Regions from separate parts of the Capsicum annuum genome. Here region 1 is linked to region 2. A link is a contact called in public Hi-C data. All regions are on one chromosome and are shown on one strand. The core of a region is the stretch at or near the end of the contact, and the rest is flanking DNA. Distances in the headings are between cores, read along the strand shown. Region 1 holds the start of LOC107867404 (protein NRT1/ PTR FAMILY 3.1). Region 2 holds the start of LOC107861449 (protein NIM1-INTERACTING 2).

Evidence for each region. Hi-C and Micro-C count contacts between places; a contact is called where the count stands out from the background.
Region 1: a Hi-C map of leaf shows a contact between it and region 2, with 2.0 times the contacts expected there. The contact joins the enhancer-like site here to the promoter of LOC107861449 in region 2. A contact is called at or near these places in 3 of 5 Hi-C or Micro-C datasets (bud, leaf and placenta).

Annotation. Positions count from the first base shown.
Region 1 is chr11:3,068,336-3,072,667 of UCD10Xv1.1, forward strand. It overlaps LOC107867404 (protein NRT1/ PTR FAMILY 3.1), which reads right to left and starts at 4,297. Exons shown (of 4, transcript XM_016713633.2): 1 at 4,153-4,297; 2 at 3,156-3,373; 3 at 492-1,051. The coding sequence starts at 4,231. Within about 2 kb of position 1,611, at least 4 of the 5 cell types and tissues checked have an H3K27ac peak or open chromatin away from gene starts, as enhancers often do. A contact at or near this core is called in bud and leaf, where this site is marked.
Region 2 is chr11:3,034,092-3,038,532 of UCD10Xv1.1, forward strand. LOC107861449 (protein NIM1-INTERACTING 2) reads left to right here and starts at 2,477. Exons shown (of 1, transcript XM_047399348.1): 1 at 2,477-3,569. The coding sequence starts at 2,538. The coding sequence ends at 2,888.

The DNA.
Region 1 (4,332 bases), core at 361-2,860, 33 kb after region 2:
TAAAAAAGACATGAAAAAAAAAGACAAATAACAGGACAGACAACATTAGTTCACTTATTGTTTTTGGCCACACAACCAGTAGACAATACATGTACAAATTGATTGATGATTGATGAAATTTTATAGCCAGACAATTTGATCTATCATATTAAAAATGAAGGTGGAAATTATCATGTAATGCATTTGCTAGACATCAAAAAAAAGGAATTAACTTATATGATTGTGTACAAGTTGTTTATATACACTATTAGACGTAATTTAACCTGTTATAACAAAGTTACCTACTTTATTTTATAATATAAGTAGCTACTTCTTATTATGAGTTTTTACCAGACTCTTTAAAAAGGTTGCCACACTCGCATCACATCCTTCAAAAGCACATTACTTTTGGAGGATCCGACACGCTCGCAATGGAGTTCTCAAGAACAACATATGTTGTAAGTCAATTTTATACCGTCAGTGCACAGAATTTAAACTCGGAGAGGACTTACTTCATTTGCTTGGTGTGGACAAGCTTGCCAGCAGTAGAAATATCAGCATCAAGTTCTTCATTTTGGTACAGAAACTTAGGATCATTTACCATATCCAATTTTCTCTTCTTGTAAGCAGCAACACAAACTTGCAATAGCCTAGTGAAAGGGCTACCAGCAGGATCCAAATTTCTATATAAAGGGTATCCAAATATGAAAACAACAATTGAAATAAGCATAGCAATTGTTGGTACACCAAATCCAATACCCCATCCAATATTATCTTGAATGTAAACAATTACTGTGACAGCCACAAGCATTGAAAATCCCATACAGAAATAATACCAATTGAAGAATTTCCATGTTTGTGTTTTTTGTTTTGGATCATTTTCATCAAATTGATCTGCACCAAATGCAACAACACATGGCCTAATTCCCCCTGACCCAAAGGCTGTTAGGAGTAGTGACACATATAGGATGGCTAATTGACTTGAATTTGCTTCTTTACAATATTCATCACCTTTGCAAGATGGTGGCCTTAGTTGTGGAAGTATTGCTGATAATGTTAATATGATCATGCCCTGAGATTAACATCAAAAATAATAAAAAAAGACAATTAGAAAATATTGGGAGTTTTGGAGCAACATGAAGTTGTTTTCATGTGACCTATAAGTCACGAGTTCGACTTGTACAATCAGTTGTCGAGGATGGGGAGTTTTGGAGCTAACATGAAGTTGTCTCCATGTGACGTATAAATCATGACGAGTTCGACTTGTATAATCAGTTGTTGAGGATGAAGTGTTTTGGAGCAACATGAAGTTGTCTCCATGTGACCTATAAGTCACGAGTTCGACTTGTATAATCAGTTGTCGAGGATGGGGAGTTTTGGAGCTAACATGAAGTTATCTCCATGTGACCTATGAGTCACGAGTTCGACTTGTATAATCAGTCGTCGAGGATGGGGAGTTTTGGAGCAACATGAAGTTGTCCCCATGTGACCTATAAGTCATGACGAGTTCGGCTTGTATAGTCAGTTGCTGAGGGTGGGGAGTTTTGGAGCTAACATGAAGTTGTCTCCATGTGACCTATGAGTCACGAGTTCGACTTGTATAATCAGTCGTCGAGGATGCGGAGTTTTGGAGCTAACATGAAATTGTCTCCATGTGACCCATAAGTCACGAGTTCGACTTGTATAATCAGTCATCGAGGATGGGGAGTTTTGGAGCTAACATGAAGTTGTCTCCATGTGACCTATAAGTCACAAGTTCGACCAATATAATCAGCTGTCGATGCTCGCATCAGGGTAGGCTACTTATGTAACACCTCTCCCGAGAAATTAAGTAGTACAAAAATTCGAATGTGGAGCTAGGATTCGAAGATCATGGGTTCATGATTTTAGTCCTTCGAAGTTACCGGGTTCTAAAATTAATAATGTATACATATCAAATGAATATTTTAAGATAAATACAAGATTTGAACCAAAACTATTGCGTTTTATCGAACCAACATAGTACGCCCTAGCTCTGCCCTGAATTTTGAAATAGAATAAAGCTCGATATGATAATAGCACACGTAAATGAATTTTTTATACTATCAGACAAGTCAATTGATAATTATATGCAACTTTCCATTAAAAGTGTGGATTAGCATTCATGAAAATAAAGTTGACTATCTGCTACGATATGTTAAAATAAATTTATTAATGTTGTCAGTGTATATATGTTAAATTTTATTAATTTGAGTTTGAAAAACAAGAAGAATAGTTAACTATTCACTTGTACATATATTCCACCTGTACTTTAGTTTTCTAGCTAGTACTAAAGGTAACATTATATCATTGTAATAATATATTCAATATAAATTCAATCTGTACCAAACAACTAAAGATTTTTTCCTATCCAAATTAATTCATTCACCTCATATATCTTATCCACTACAATTTTATCAAAGAAAATAATTAGCCATTTAATAAGTGTTTCAAGAAAGTAGTGACAAAATAGTACTGCCCCTCACACTACAAATTTGAGTTTTACTTGTTCCAACTGCTATAAATTATGAATATCATATTTAACATCTAACCTCAAAAATAAAAGAAGTAAACTAACATAAATAACTAATATTATAAGAAAATATTAATTAGCATATTTTAACCTGTTATAACAGATAATCCTTTTTATTTTTGATAACAAATCCCATTTTATAGTTTAGTGACATGATTGTGTAAATATTTTGCAGTATCATTAAAAGGCGGAATTATAACTTAGTTATGGATATTAAATATGCGACAAAACCTGTAGTCGTCATATATAAGTTATGTGGATTCACAATTAAATATTTATACATATTTAATAGATTTTTTAATATAAAATATATAGTCTAAACAAAAGTTAATGAATTCATCGAATTCATAACTAATATGAGCCTTGGAGTAACTAGTAAAGTTACTGCCATGTGATCAGTAGGTTACGGGTTCAAGTCTTGGAAATAGACTCCGGTAGAAATGTAAGGTAAGGCTGAGTAAAATACACCCTTGTGGTGAAGTCCTTCCCCGAACCCTGTGTATAGCGGGAGCTTTAGTGCACCGAGCGACCCTTTTTCATAACTAATACTCTCCCGCTGCCCCTGTTGTCGGTGCATAAAACTTAAACTCGACCGAATAAAAAAATAATGAAGAGAGGGACTTACAATTTGGTAAATGATAGAAGCAACAGTTATAGTCCAAAATCTTCCAGCATAAGTATCAGCAATGAAAGCTCCAAGCAATGGTGTCAAACTTGCAGTGCCACCAAAATTTGTTAGTGTATTTGCTGCTTTTGTCAATGGAAGATGGAGCTCATTTGTCAAGTAAATGACCATGTTAGTACCAAATCCCACCACAGCCAATTTCTCACATATCTCATTTGCTAAAAAAAAAAAAAAGTAACAAAAATAAACATAAGTTCAATTTCAACTCAAGTAGTATTCAAGAAACTATAAAGAGGGGAACGTTGGAGCAACAATAAAGTTATTTTCATGTGATTTGTAGGTCACTGGTTCGAGCCGTGGAAGAAGAGACTAATGCTCAGGGGTGCGATTCGCCTTCCCTCGACCCTGCTGACACGGAATGGTTTGTACACCGGACTGTCTCTTTATGGAGTAACAGTGAAGTTATCTATGCGTGACCTATAGTTCATATGTTCAAACTGTGGAAAAAGCCACTAATACTCGGGGATGCAAACGGCCTTCCCTCGACCCTGTTGACATAAAATGCTCTGTACACTGGACTGTCTCTTAATCCAAGAAACTATACAAAGGGGAACATTGGAGCAACACTGAAGTTATCTATGTGTGACCTATAGTTTCACATGTTCAAGCTGTGAAAAAAGCCACTAATACTAAGGGGTGTGATCGGCCTTCCCTCGACCCTGCTGACACGGAATGGTTTGTACATCGGACTGTCTCTTTATTCAAGAAGCTATACAACGGGAGAGCATGCACAATAGTAAAGTTATCGATCTCCATGTAACCTATAGGTCACGGGTTCGAGCCGTACAGTCAGGGGTTTAATCGGCCTTTTCTCGACCCTATTAACGCAGAATGATTTGTACACTTAACAGAATAATTTATTCAAGAAACTATACAAATTGTGTAATTCAAAATTCACAAAGATTAGAGTGAAAAAAAAAATGAAAAAGAAACTAACCAAATATGAAGGGCATAGTGATCATTCCACCCTTCATCCTACTAGAGGAGTTTTCTTTCTTCTTATTCATCACTTCCATTTTTGTTAGTACATATATGTTGTGTGTGCTAACTAATAACTAAAGCTCCACTATTTATAGGATATGCTAGAGTTTAAATTTTGTAACCATGTACATAACAT
Region 2 (4,441 bases), core at 1,227-3,726:
GCTCATAATTAAAGAAAAGGAAACTTCTTTTTGTTAAAAAAATAAATTATATTGGGAGCTTTATATTGATCTTTTATGATTGATAATTAAAGAAAAGGAAACTTCTTTTTGTTAAAAAAATAAATTATATTGGGAGCTTTATATTGATCTTTTATGATTGTTAGGATCAAATCGTGCTAATAGCTAGCTGTGTTTCTGAATATTTATTTCAATCTGAAGAAAGGGAGATGCTAACTTCAAATCTAACTTGGCCAACCTTATTTCTACCCTCTTATTTTCAACGTCAATAACAATAATAATTAAGCCTTAATCTCAAACAGACGTTACTCTATTATTTAGTTATAAACTAAACGGGTGAGTCCAACCCAAAAGACTATTCTGATAGGTGGAAGAACCTTTTTGGTCTATAAACCCCTTAACATTTCTCTATTTTTTCCAATGTAGGACAATTGGTTCAGAACAATCGTCTCCGCTTGAGAACCAACGTCCTCGTTGGTCACGGCTGAGCTCGTTTGGTGACGACTGGCATTCTCTTGGGTCCAGGCCACCACTTCTGGCGCACAGGCCACCATTTCGAGTCGCGGCTCCACACGTGGATCGATCTTCGTTGGTCACGACTGACACCCCTCTTGGGTCCAGACCACCATTACTGGCACACAAGCCACCACTCCAAGTCACGACTTCACGCGTGGGACTCTCAATGAAAGCACTAATGTTATAAATCACATAGGAGAGCCCAACCCAAAAGACTAGCCTGATACGTGGAGAACCCATTTGGTCTATAAACCCTTTAGCATTTCTCTATTTTTTCCGGTGTGGGACAATTTATTGATAACATTTACACCATATAAAAGAAAACATCATCAAAGATTGTAATCACACAATGAATAAATATAAACCTTTCTCTTTTTGTGAAATTTACTTTGACTTAAATTAATTAAGTAGGATTTGACCATGAAAATATTTTATTTATTTTTTTAAAAAATTATTTTACTTTAGTCCTTGAACGGCCTATTAATCAAATTCAAATAGAGTACCTGTACTATACTAGTGAGGGAGGAAATTAATCAAAAAAGAAAAAATAGTAGTGTTTGAAAATAAAAATTATTTCACTTTAATAAAAATTAATTTTGGAATTTTTACTTTTCTAACTTTATTTCTCTCACAAAATTTTGAAAACAACCCTAATTAATATTCATGATCAAACACCACCTCTAACTTAACTAAAATTTCAATTCAAACTCTAAAAAATTATGTACTTTTTCCGTCTCATTTTATGTGTCGTTATTTCTTTTTAATCCATTTTAGAAACGATGTAATTTTTTTTTGACAACTATTAAATGATAATATCACATTTTATTTTTACTAGTTCTCACTTAATATGAAAAAAGATAAACAAAAAGTAAACTTTTAGAGAAATAATTTTATAAATTTTATAATGTCATTACTCATTTTAAACTTCGTATTCGATCAAAAGATAATACATAAAATGAAACAAAAAAATATTATTTTAATGGACAAACAAGACTTAAATGGAAACTTGTACACCGCATCTTCATAGTGTTGTCACATCATTTCACTATCTTTTACCAAACAAGTCCTCAATTACGTCATCCAAGAATAGTATTGCGTCATTTAGACACGTCATAAACAGCCTAACAGCACCACGTCACAGTGCAATTAAAAATATCTAACATCACTGTAGCAACTAACAAACCCAAATTCCAAATCTTTTTTGTTATTTTGCTATGTTCGGTATTCGAATTGAAGTCTAATTAATTAGATACGGGCAGGTAGAATCTACATGAAGGAAGTGTTTTCAATAGTGATGTAGCTTGAATTTTAACTAAAGAAGCTCGAAATCTTAATAAGTAAACACACAAATCAGTTGATCGAGATTCGACATAATTTAATCATTTATAACAAGGGGAGTCTTGGTTTAACTGGTAAAGTTATTGCCATGTGATCAGGAGGTCACAGGTATAAGCCTTAAAAATGGCGGAATGCAAGGTAAGACTGCGTACAATGTACCCTTGTGGTGGGGCCCTTCCCCGAACACCATGGATAGCGATAATTTTAGTGCACCGGGCTATTCTTTATATAAGAATTAGTATATTTTCTGTCGAAGGGAGTTTATATGAACCCATGACTCAAATTTGGCTCCGCCCTCAATATCCTCCTGTGGATTTTCTTATACCTATAACTTAAAATCAAGACCTCCGATTCAGGAAATAACACTTTCATCCACTGCACAACATCCTATGCCGATAAATCTTCATCTAGGGTATGAAAAATCCTTGGTAGGGAGCGCTTTCCTCAAATGAGTCCTACCCGGCGTGAATTCGAATTAGCCGGGCTCCAATACCAGTACCGGACACCGGATGAGAAACGTTTTTTGAAAAAATAAAATCCTCATCTGTCATATATAAATTCTCACAGCCCTGTCACTTTAGCATAAAATATTTCTCATATTTTCTTCTAAATAACGACTTCTTGTTCTAGTCTTTTAAGTCTTTGTACATAAAATAATTTTGTCAATGGAAGAAGGAGAAAAAAGAAAACAGGATGACAACGACGTCGTTTCAAAATCCGCAATGAAGAAGCCGAAAGAAGAAACGGAGTTAAAAGAGGTAGAGGAAGAGGAAGTGGAAGAATTCTTTGCTATTTTACGACGAATACAAATTGCCGTAAAATATTTCAATAAAGTTGATGGAGCTAGTGGTAGTGATCGTGGTGGTTGTGATGAACGTAAAATGACCAATGATATCGATCGAAAATGCATCGATGAAATCATAGGAGATAATGAAGAAATCAAAGAAAAAGAGAAAAATAAATTAGGTTTTGATCTTAATATGAAGCCTTATGATCCCCATGAAGAGGATACTTGAAGTTGATTTTTTTTTGTTTTCGTGAAATAATTTATCTTTTATTCGAAGTTTACTGGTCCGACTATGTACTTTGGACTTGCTTAAGAGGGAAGCGGCTCGTGATATCTAATTACGAGTGGAGATAGTATTGGTAGAGGTAAGATTTTCATCAAGACGATTCATCAGCTATTATATATATATAAAAAGAAAATTGATCGACCTTTCCTATATATATATATATATAGCTCTCTTAGTGAATAAAAGGATTTCATCCATTTCATGATGATTTGTGTAAATTAATTGATTATTGATATTTTTTTTTGGTTCAAACCACCCGGTATTCGGTATCCGCTTTAGGAGTTCGGCTATATTCAGAGTCGCCTTATGTCGGGCCCCATTTGAGGGGGAGAGCTCCCAATAGAGTGTTTATCCATATCCAGGGTCAAACCCTCGATCTCTGGGTTGGTTGGGGCAGCCCCTTTCCGCTGCACCACACTGCTGTTGGTAATTGATTATTGATATCAAAGTTGTTGTAATGAATGAATATCAAGCAGATAACTAGTTCAATGAAATGTTCAGATAGTTTGCTATGGGGATATATTGTAATTTTGTTGTTATATATATCAAGTAGTAGTATTGTAACTTTGTTTTAATTTCAGATTTGTATGAGAATTGTATTGGATGACCAAATGATGTTGTTAACTACACATGTTCTAGTAGAAATAGATGCATTATATTAATTAACAATTATAAAATAAAAATTGACATGAACTTTTTCTTTTATTTGGTTTAGTTTTAATTAACAATTATAAAATAAAAATTGACATGAACTTTTTCTTTTATTTGGTTTAGTTTTCTATTATCGTAAATTTTACTGTCCCGATTAATTTAAATTAGGTGCAGCAAAAGGGGTAAAACACTTCCTAAAATTTCTATATAAAGATGAATAATGGATCTCAACCATCTCACGAGACGTACGCTCATGTGTATAGTAATTAATTGACGTGACATTTATCATGTTTGGTATAATTATTTGTTGTTCTGAACAGGTATAACGATCCTATCGACAAGTTGTCCATTGTTCGTGATCAGACCTTTAATTAAGGGTGAATAATGATTCTCAATTATCTCACCACACTCTTTAATTAATATGATGATTGACATAAATTAAATTTTACTATATCTGCATTTATATAATCTGATCCTGGCAAATTATTAGAAAGAACATATAATATGGATTGGTCGGGATTAATTTCATGTATTAAAATTCAACACACTAAACTATTTTTATAACAATAAAAATTACGCAAATTTATCTACTATGGTAAGTCAATTTTATTACAACTAATAATTAATATTGGCAAGTAAAATTGGTGTAGTAAATTATCTTGGTTCTTCAAATTTACATATGTAATTTGAACTACCAAACATAACTTGTCATGTTTTTGTTAGCACTCCTCTTAGAAAAACAGACTAATCAAAAAGGTAATTTGACTAAATTGTCATTATTTATTCTGTAATCTCAACTTTATATTGCTCTCTTATATACCACATCAATCTTTTTACACATTTAT